2 separate regions of the Astyanax mexicanus genome follow, and region 1 is linked to region 2. A link is a contact called in public Hi-C data. All regions are on one chromosome and are shown on one strand. Each heading gives the region's core, a stretch centred on a gene start, on an enhancer-like site or on the middle of the called end of the contact. The rest is flanking DNA. Distances are from core to core; before and after follow the strand shown. Region 1 holds the start of f13a1a.1 (coagulation factor XIII, A1 polypeptide a, tandem duplicate 1). Region 2 overlaps rreb1a (ras responsive element binding protein 1a).

Region 1 (5,549 bases), core at 1,404-3,903, 81 kb before region 2:
ACTGCTCACATTTCCTGCATTCACAACAACCAGCAGACAGTTATTCTAACTAAGTTTGTCTAATGTGTTTTAAGGAGGTGGTTAATATACAGTATATCTCTTAGTTTCTGATAAAATCTACCACAAAGACCTCAAACAGAATTAATATAAACATTAAATGATAATAAAAGCTAGAACTTAAATTCTGATGAAATAGTCATGAAAGTTTTAATACAGTGCTGAATACTGTAGATGAAACATAAGGCCTTATCTTACACCCTGCGCAAGGCGGGTAAAGATGTTCATTGCTATCTTACACACCACCAACAGTTTATTTACACACATTTTCCAGCATTGTTTAACTGGCTAATCTAAATAAAAAAAAGTAGAATATCATTGAGTTAAGTTACTTTAATTACTAAATTTCAGTAATTCAGTTCAAAAAGCGAAACTCATATATTATATAGATGTATTACACATAGAGTGATCCATTTTAAGTGATTATTTTTTATATAGTTGATATAGTTGGTGATTAGAAAATTAGAATATTATATAAGACCAATTTGAACTTTTGGCAGTGTGGGCAGTGAGGCAATCCTGCTGGAAAATGAAATCCATAAAAAATCTCCATAAAAGTTGTCAGCAGAGTGAAGCATTTGTTTATATTCAACACTGTGTTTAAATTCAGTTTGATACATTTCCTGCATATTTAGTTCAGCTTATCTGTTCATTTCCAGGTTTAAAAGCAAGTAAATCAAAACAATGTGCTAGACTTGATGACGGCAGTATATTAATCTTTGCCACCTGCCTTCACCTAATTATGCAGGTCTGGAGGTGAATTACTAGTGTTCCAGAAGGAAATATTAAGATGTCTGTGAATTTGATAGCTCTGATTAACATGTCAGTATGTGACAGGAGCAACAAAATGGCAAAATCTCCGAAAACTCCTTTAGAGCCAAAGGTGTGTGTGTGTCCATATCCTCCCTCTAACATTCTACCTGCTGTTCTTCCAGACCCACTACAGGACATAGGTTTTACTCTCCTCAGCCCGTGTGCTCAGCTGTGGACAGAGCCAATTAAACCGAGACTGATCGTCCCTCTGAGTGAGTGTCCTGCCTTTCAGTCAGATCTGCTCACACATGACTGTAGTATTAGATGTAGAAATAGTTGTAGTAAAATAGTCAGTAGATAGTAGTATCAGTAGATAAGGTGGTAGTAGCAGCAGTAGGTGAAGTAGTATTCTAACCGCCAGCAGCGTATAGCAATACGCTATAGTTAGAGCACACCTGGCTCTTAAATGAAATAGCAAGTGACATGCTAATTGGTTTGTTTCTCATTATGCCCAACACAAACTCATAATTAATTAAAATAATTACTACATGCCTTTTGTGTTTCGAGACATGCAAGGCATGCTTTTCCTGTCGTTACGATAGCAAAGATACACTGACACGCTCATAATCAAGCTGTTGATGGCTTGCCTAAAGATCACTTAAATTTGCCACTAATATTGTTAAAATGCAGCACTAAAATGGATGATATAACTCTGACAAATTTAAAGCAGAAGTTGCAGTAGCAGAAGTTGAATAAGCAGCAGTTGACGTTGCAGTAGTTGAAGTAGTAGAAGCAGTACTAGTAGTTGCAGTAGTTGAAGTTAAAGTTGCTATAGTTGAAGTAGAAGAAGAAGCAGTAGTAGAAGTTGCAGTTGCAGTAATTGAAGTTGCAATTGCAGTAGTTAAAGTTGCAGAAGTTGAAGTAGTAGAAGCAGTAATTGAAGTTGCAGTTGCAGTAATTGAAGTTGCAGTTGCAGTAGTTGAAGTTGAAATTGCAGTAGTTAAAGTTGCAGTAGTTGAATTAGTAGAAGCAGTATTTAAAGTTGCAATTGCAGTAGTTAAAGTTGCAGTAGTTGAATTAGTAGAAGCAGTATTTAAAGTTGCAATTGCAGTAGTTAAAGTTGCAGTAGTTGAATTAGTAGAAGCAGTATTTAAAGTTGCAATTGCAGTAGTTAAAGTTGCAGTAGTTGAATTAGTAGAAGCAGTATTTAAAGTTGCAATTGCAGTAGTTAAAGTTGCAGCAGTTGAATTAGTAGAAGCAGTATTTAAAGTTGCAATTGCAGTAGTTAAAGTTGCAGTAGTTGAATTAGTAGAAGCAGTATTTAAAGTTGCAATTGCAGTAGTTAAAGTTGCAGCAGTTGAAGTAGTAGAAGCAGTATTTAAAGTTGCATTTGCAGTAGTTAAAGTAGTAGTTGCAGTAGTTGAAGTAGTAGAAATAGTTGTTGAAGGAGCAGAAGCAGAAGTTGAAGAAGTAGAAATAGTAGTTGAAGAAGCACAAGCAGTTGTAGTAATATCAGCAGTTAAAATAGTAGAAACAGTAGTTGTAACAGCAGCAGTATTTGTGGAAGCAGCAGTTGAAGTAGTAGAAGCAGAAACTGAAAATGTAGAATGGAAAATGTCGCAGCAGTAATATCAGTAGTAGTAGTTGAGCAAAATTGAGTATAAAATTAGTAATTCCAGAATTAAGCAGAGTTTGAGTTTGTAAAATTAATGTTATGTGACCTCTAGGGCAATCCGTTGATGAGCTTTACCTGTCTGTGGATGTAACTCTTGATGGAATTCCCACATTGCATCTTGATGAGCCGCTCTGCCAACCCAACTTCCCTCGCTACATCAACTGTGGCAGCAGAAAAGGAGGTAAGACTGAGGAACACAACATGACTGAGTTAACATTGATGGGTGGATGGGAGAATAAATGTGTGAATGTATAGATGGATACATGGATGGATGATTTGGATGTATGCATGTCTGAATGTATACAGTTAGGCCCATAAATATTTGGACAGTAACTCAGTCTTAATGAGTTGGGCTCTGCATGCCACCACACTGATTTAAAATGACATAACTGAGATGCAACTGAAACATAGGCTTTTAGGGATTGAACAAAAAATATCATATTAAGCGTTTAGTAATTACAATAATTTCTCTATAAAGCCTCCTCATTTCAGGAGCTCAAAAGTAATTAGACAAATTAACTTTACCATGAATTAAATGTTAATTTTTAATACTTTGTTGAAAAATCATTTGCAGGCAATGACTGCCTGACGTCTGAAACCTATAGACATCAAACACTGGGTTTTCTCCTTTATATTGCTTTTCCAGGCCTTTACTACTGTCTTCAGTTATTGCTGTTTTGTAGGTGCTTCTACCTTTAGTTTTGTCTTAATTGTGAAAAAAGCAGCTTAATTAGGTTTAGATTTGGTGACTGACTTGGCCACTGCAGAATATTTCACTTCTTTGTCTTTTAAAACTCCTGGATTGCTTTTGCAGGATGTTTTGGGTCAGTGTCCATCTGTACTGTCAAGCTCAGTCCAATCAACCTTGCTGCATTTGGTTAAATCTGAGCAGAAATAAATTCCTGTACATTTCAGAAGTTACCCTTCTGCTTCTGTCTCCTCTCACATCATCAGTTAACACTAGTGACCCAGTGCCATTGGAAGCTAATATGCTGCCACATCTGGAATCAGCTCCAGGTCATTTACCTGCTTAACTAATGATGCATTAAAGAGACAATAGCCCATGATACCCATAAAATAGCTTTTGAGATCATTTTTCTGATTACTTTTAAGCTGCTGAAATGAGGAGGCTTTGTAGATAAATGGTTGTAAAACGATTTCTAAACGCTATATAAGATATTTTTGTTTAGCCCCTTGAATTACACCTGAAATTCTACACTTTATTTGCATCTCATTCGTTTAATTTCAAATCCACTCTGAAGGGATGCAGAGCCCAAACCATGAAGATTATATCACTGTCCAAATATTTATGGGCCTAACTGTATATGTATATAAATATATATATTTGAATGACTGGGTGGGCGGATGGGTGAATGGATACATGTATTAATGGATTGGTGAGCAAACCAGAACAGCAGAATTTCCAAAATTTAAAATAAGAATATGAATAATCAGGATGTTTGTTTAGGATGGGTTATGCTGAAGTAGTAAATAATCTGATTGGTGTTGTGACTTTTTCAGAACTGATCAATGTGGACGGAACTTTGGATAAACTGCCACCCCACCTAACGGTCTGTTGTCAAGATCACAGAAAACCACATACATACTGTAATTCAGTCTATTAAGTCTTACATATCTCTTTCTTCTTACAGGGTCAGTACAACCTGATATTCAGTGCAATAAATCAAAACGGCTTCCAAATTGCCTGCGTGAATTCCACTATTGAGCTCCTGTGATCAGAATGAAAAAAGAAAACGTGAGAATTCTTCAAATCCACATGTGAAATAATTCCTCTGTATTAAATTAAACATAAAAGACATGAATTAAAAAAATATGTCTATGCCTATTAAGTGTAAGTGTATAAATGTTTATTGTGGCTTTTAATTCGGTCCCTAACTATTTTTGTAATTGATAGATTAAAATAATCATGTTTTAAAAGACACATTGTTGTTCATAGGAAATGTCATTTGTTCAGTTGTGTGCAGAATTGGCTGCTTAAAATTAATTTCTAAAGTCACTTTTGGAGTACAAAAAGCACTGGTGTGTCAGCCATATCTAGATATTTGCAATAAACATCTACACCAAAAGATGGCGCCATTAAACTCTCAAAGGCTTAATTTAGTGTGTCTGCTGCCTCTGGTCCTCTGCTGCTCTTTCTCTCATTAACTGAGAAACACATCCTTTAGTATGAATTAAGACATTGCTGTGTGTAGTGTAGTATAGTAGCCAAGTTTTGTATAGTGTAATGCAGTTATATATAGTGTAGTGTATTATATGTTACTGTGTTGTAGTATAAAGTAATATAAGATAGCATGGTACAGTATAGCTTAATGTCTGTTTTGAGTAATATATATATATATTGAGTAGATTAGTACAGCATAGTGTGGAGTAATGTAGTCTAGTATAGTGTAATGCAATGCAGTCAATGATAGTGTAGTAAATATAGTGTAGTATAGGGTATTGTAGTGTAGTATATGGTACTGTAGCACAGCATGAGGCAGTATAGTATAGTATAGTGTAATGCAATGTAGTCAACTATAATATAGTAAATACAGTGTAGTATATGGTACTGTGGTGTAGTACATGGTACTGTAGTATATGGTACTGTGGTGTAGTATATGGTACTGTAGTGTAGTATATGGTACTGTAGTACAAAATGGGGCAGTGTAGTTTAGAGTAGTGTATTGCAATTTAGTCAACAATAGTATAGTAAATACAGTGTACTATATGTGGCTGTGGTGTAGTATAGGGTACTATACTGTAATATATTGTACTGTAGTACAGAATGGGGCAGTATAGTCTAGTATAGTGTAATGCAATGTAGTCCACTATAGTATAGTAAATACAGTGTAGTATATGGTACTGTAGTGTAGTATAGGGTACTGTAGTGTCTAGTATAGTGTAATGCAATGTAGTCAACTATAATATAGTAAATATAGTGTAGTACAGGGTACTGTAGTGTAATATATTGTACTATACTGTAATATATTGTACTGTACTACAGAATTCGGCAGTTTAGTCTAGTATAGTTCAATGCAATGTAGTCAAGTATAGTATAGTAAAT
Region 2 (5,386 bases), core at 714-3,213:
AACTCCTCCGGCATTGGTTACACTGTTCAACGGCCACAGGGTAGTGCTTGAGTAGAGAGTGCCCTTGGTGTGACATTGCATTGAGAACTTTCTGACACGACAGCGCCCCCTGCCTCTGCTGTGAGGCACTGTGCTGTGCTGGAATGTCTGTCCTGGGTTAGATGGAACAGGGCCTGTTAAAGCATCAACAGGTTTTATGGTCCTTTACAGATTAGCTAGCTGGCTCTGGAAAAAAAAAAAGAAAAAAAAAACCTCTAAATAAACACTCCTGACCCAAGGACAGGAAGCAGGTCTTCTGCAGCAGGTCATAAAAATGAAATGGATTTATCTGAGTGTTTAATCTTTGGGAGTTCATCCCAGGAGGAGGAAAGGAACGGTTGGTAATAAGACAGTTCAAGTGGCAGCTTTATTATCAAGCTTTATTGAGGCCATATAAAAAAAACTTTTATTGGGTTTACATTGTATTATATATGTGTGTGTATATGTGTGTGAATGTATATATTAAGAAGGTTGCAGTCATCTGTATTAATCTATAGGGCTATAAGGTGATCCCCATCCATTCACGCTTTGCTGACTTGGCAGTGCCTTAGTAAGTTTGCTGCGATTGGTCAGACCCGAGGTCAGAGTCCAGAGCTCAGAGCCCAGAGCAGCGAAATAGTCAGGTCCCCACATGGGCGGCCAGTTTACTGCCTGCTATTAATAAACCACTGACTGAAAGCTGAAACCCTGAGGACCAGAGTTTGGCTGACCTTTTTTCACACTCTCAGACAGAGACACTCTCACATGAGCGTTACAAAAGCACAGCTTCCAAAAGACAAAGTCTTCAGGCTGCAGGGATGCACAAACCCATCCTGATTTTGGTTGATCGTTTCTGTGTCAGTGGAAAAAACACACACTCTTATCAGAGCAAACCTGTTGCATAAGAGTTCTGTAAGCTTTGATCCTTTGCCCAGGTTGGCTTAGCTGGTTTAAAGCCTTTTCACCTCTCGCTGGTGAAAAGTGGAGCGTGGGAGACAGACATACATGCATGCAGGTAGTGAGGAGAAGAAGAAGAAGAAAGGAGAAATGCATAGCAGTGGTTTTATACAGACACTTTTGGAATAAACTACCCTACCCTTATGTTAAACCCCACAGTGCACATTTCTAAACTCTGTTACCCTCCACTTCCTGACTACCAAGATGCAAAAGGATCCAAGAGGACTTGCCTCCAGCCCTCTTCACGCAACATTGCCCGTCCCTTTTGCGCTGTTTTTCTTGAGGCTGGTCCCCTAGCCCTAGACTCCAGTCCATGTAAGGGCAAACGCAGACTCCAGGATAATTGCAGGGGTTTCAGTCCATTAGTGCCTTTCCTCATCCTGCATTTTCCATCAGGAAGCATGGAGACGGGATGCAGAAAGATTCCTCTCTCCACTAACGTTCAGAGATAATCCATCCTTTAATTATTCCAGCATTCCAAGCTTTCCAGACTTAATAACCCACCCAGGGGTTCAGTTAACTGATTTGCAAAGTGGAGAACCACTGCTTTGAATGGAAGCCACATTGGTGTTGTTTGTAGACTGCTCATTTTTAGTCTCATTTTTAGTGTTTTTATTAGTTGAAACTATAATTAAGTCCATAATAAAGTATTCATTTGTGTCGGAGGAGGTACTAGTGTGTTAGTCTTTATCCTCCTGGTGTTGTGGCATCACTAGTGATAGGGGGAGTCCTGAACCCACCTAAGTGGGTTGAGTTTATTGGGTGTATAAATTGGAGAGAAAATAGGAAAAATGAAATCAAAAAGTAGCTTATAAAGTTATCAGCTGAACTGATCAACCTGTTCTGTCCTTAAACACTTAAATTGAAGTCTGTCCATCTTTACCTATCTACAGGCACATGAAGATCCACGATAAAGACCCAGCCATCCCCGTTCCTACCAGCCCTCCATCACCAATGAAACGGAGACGCTCCTCCACAGCCAAGAGGAAGCTCAGCCATGATGATGAAGTAGATCGAACTGATGAGCCTCCCAGCAAAAAGGTCAGACTACTAGGTCTCAATCAAGTGATCATAGTTTTACTCATCAATAGTTTGTTCCTTGGTGCTGGAAAACTTATCAGGAATCATTCGTGTACTGTAGGGTCACTTAAGATAAGGACAAATTACCCTTGTCTTGGAATTTAATTGTACATAATAAGTGCAAAATAACCAGAGTGAGAAACAGCTTCATTCCTATAACTTTTCATGTTAGTGATTTCTATTCATAATCATCCATGTAACTTGCTGTTACTTCCCTACTCCTTCACATTATGTGTATTTATCTTATCTATTTTCTTATTGCATTTTTTATTTTATTTTATTTTGTCTTTATATTTATCTATTTAAAAATTGCTCTTTAGGTGTAAACTGGACCATGAGAATTCAATTTCGTTCCACCTCATGTACCACATGTGATGTAAAATTACTATAAATTCTCCTTGAATACTTAAATTATTTTATTATTTTGATATGATCTTGTGTGAACTAGTTTTAAATATATAGATACTTCCAATATATTACCCAGCCCTAGATTGCAGTACAGTTACATTGCTTTATATTTACTACAGTATATTTAACAGGAAATTCCTTCCATTCTCGTGTTCCCAAAGTTTAATATTTGTACCCAAAGGAAGCCAGAGAGGTATAAGGTCTTCTATATGTGTGTGTCTGACAGCTTCTTTCTGTTACAGGTTGCAGAGGATAATGGAGTGGATGAGCCGGCACCTACTAAAGTGCAGGAGGAACCGCTACCATGCCCTATCTGCTTTAAAACCCTCAGCTCTAAACATGACCTGGAGGTCCATATGGAAAGCCATCCTGATGCTACTCTCAGGTACAAAAAAAACACATGAAACACTGTGGACTTTTCCACTTAAAAATAATTCAGTCCATTTAGAGTACACGTATAAATGCCACATACAAAAAGCCTGCAAAGCATAATGATATGATAATGAGCAACAATAAAAATCCAGTGGCAGCTCCCCCAGTTGCTAGGTAGGACAGTTAGACATGGTAGTCGTCCACTGTTGTAGAGCAGGACTGTTGACTCTTTGTTTGACGTGGGAGCTGTGTTGCTGGGACACACGAGAGGCTGGGCTTTGGGCTGGACCGCTGCAGTTGCTGGGAGATTATAGTGGCATTCTTTGTGCTGAAACAGTCATAATTTAACACATCCGAGCACAGAGGGGCTGGAGAGACCCCCTCTCGCTGGTATACCAATTAATCTGCTTTTGTTACGCGACAGTCGACGGGCGCAAAGTTTTAGGTTTTACAGTTTAAAAGTATTTGGGATATAAAAAATAAAAAAAAAATTCTCACATTTAACATTGCTCTTGTATAACTGTTATTATTTACTTTTAGGATAATACAAATATCCAGAAACAGTTTAGCGCTCTTCTTTTTAAAGAATAAAAAAGTTACATAATAAATTAGTTAATTCAGAGGGAATGGAGAGTCCCTCTCTCTTTGTTATAGTAATTCATTTGCTTTTGTTTTTGGACGGTTAGTTTTAAAGTCGAAATGTCTTTGGGATATACATATATTACAGTATGAGTATGCAGCTCTGAAAAAAAAGAGACCACTTAAAAAATGATGAGTTTCTTTGATTTTACCAAATTGAAAACCTCTGGAATATAATCAAGAGGAAGATGGATGATCACAAGCCATCAATCCAAGCTGAACTGCTTGAATTTTTGCACCAGGAGCGGCATAAAGTTATCCAAAAGCAGTGTGTAAGACTGGTGGAGGAGAACATTCCAAGATGCATGAAAACTGTGATTTAAACCAGGGTTATTCCACCAAATATTGATTTCTGTACTCTTAAAACGTAATGGATATGAACTTGTTTTCTTTGCATTATTTGAGGTCTGAAAGCTTTGCATATTTTTTGTTTTTTCAGCCATTTTTCATTTTCTGCAAATAAATGCTCTAAATGACAATATTTTTTTATTTGGAATTTGGGAGAAATGTTGTTAATAGTTTATAGAATAAAATAACAATGTTTATTTTACTCAAACATATACCTATAATTAGCAAAATCAGAGAAACTAATTCAGAAACTGAAGTGGTCACTTATTAGTTTTTTTCCAGAGCTGTTTATGATCTGTATAAGTACTTTACAGTTTGAAACGTCCACAGGCTATTTTTATTATTATTTATTTGTTGGCATTGCACTTGTATAGCAGTAATAATGCACTTTTACAGAAATAGACAGTTAGAGCTCTCCTTCTATTCAAAAATGGAAATAAATAAATTGAAAGTAAAAAGAAGAAAATGAGAAAAAACAATCAAAGATATTCATACAGCAAGAGTGTGATCAGTGAAGACCAACAAAACAAAAAAATATAGGACATTTTAATGTAAGAGAGAACCAAATTGTATTTGCTGAACTTTTTTGCCCAAACTTTTTGTTGTCAATGTTTTTTTTTTTTTTTTTTTTACTTAAGGAGGAGTTGTTGGTTGTTTTCAATAAGATAAGTCTATCAAAAAGAGAGCGCACTAGAACTAGCTAACTTTAAAGAACACCTGATACGAACAGTTTATGCGATCATGCATCCAAAGGCCCCCCAGGGTCCCCCCACGTTTGGATGGTAACTGGTCATACCTGGGTGATTTATAATGGTGTTTGTCTGCAAGCTCTTTAAAACCTAGTCTCTCTCAGGCATGAGAAGTTAAACGGATTCGGCCCCTCCCCCGATTTGGCCCCTGGGCTCTGAAGTAGGGAGTAGCATGGAGAAAAGAGGGAGGAAATCAAGGAGGAAAAGCGGAGGGAGGGGGGAGAGTACCACAGAGCGTGGAGGCCTGTGTGTGTGTGTGTGTGTGTGTGTGTGTTGAGGGGATTTAATGAGTCACAGAAGGAGGCTTCAGGACGCAGTCTGCTGGACCTCTCTGTTGGGGGGTGGGGGTGCAGTATCCTTGGAGACATCACAGTCTGCTGCCCTGAAACTACTCATGCAATGGCCAACTTGTCCGACTGGAGTTAATGGGTAATGGGTAGCTGCACAGAACTGGCTTGTGCTGCAGTGAGTTAGTGGTGCTTGGCCTCTTGGGTTTGGAGAGACGGTGCCGTTACTGTTGTATAGAAGCACAGCAAATTTAGCGCTAATCCCGAGTAATCGCGGGAGCTAAGAGTGCTAGTTAAGAGGATCTCGGCTGCTATGAATCGAGTTCCACTGTGCAGAGTTCCTAATGCAGTGTGATGCAGAGCAGAGGAGCAAACAAGCCTACTGATAAATAAATACGGGGATACTCAGCTCACGTGACGTAGACGCGTTATCTGTTCCACGCAAACGCTTACCAAGACCGCGTCACTCCCTGTTTCACACTGCTGCACACCCTCCCCACCCATATGCACATGCAGGAGCATCCTCTA

What was found. A called contact is a pair of places that touch in the nucleus more often than the background predicts.
Region 1: a Hi-C map of muscle shows a contact between it and region 2, with 12 times the contacts expected there. The contact joins the promoter of f13a1a.1 here to the enhancer-like site in region 2. A contact is called at or near these places in 3 of 3 Hi-C or Micro-C datasets (blood and muscle).

The regions. Positions count from the first base shown.
Region 1 is chr6:46,663,282-46,668,830 of AstMex3_surface, reverse strand. f13a1a.1 (coagulation factor XIII, A1 polypeptide a, tandem duplicate 1) reads right to left here and starts at 2,653. Exons shown (of 16, transcript XM_022673400.2): 1 at 2,561-2,653. It overlaps ly86 (lymphocyte antigen 86), which reads left to right. Exons shown (of 5, transcript XM_007238635.4): 2 at 993-1,082; 3 at 2,538-2,666; 4 at 4,007-4,056; 5 at 4,138-4,528. The coding sequence ends at 4,221. It overlaps LOC111193315 (a long non-coding RNA gene), which reads right to left. Exons shown (of 3, transcript XR_007439409.1): 3 at 4,131-4,215.
Region 2 is chr6:46,582,083-46,587,468 of AstMex3_surface, reverse strand. It overlaps rreb1a (ras responsive element binding protein 1a), which reads left to right. Exons shown (of 12, transcript XM_049480147.1): 6 at 1,869-2,016; 7 at 2,706-2,848. Among protein-coding and RNA genes, the nearest start is that of LOC111193315, 56 kb to the left of the region's middle. Within about 2 kb of position 1,963, the one cell type or tissue checked has an H3K27ac peak away from gene starts, as active enhancers do.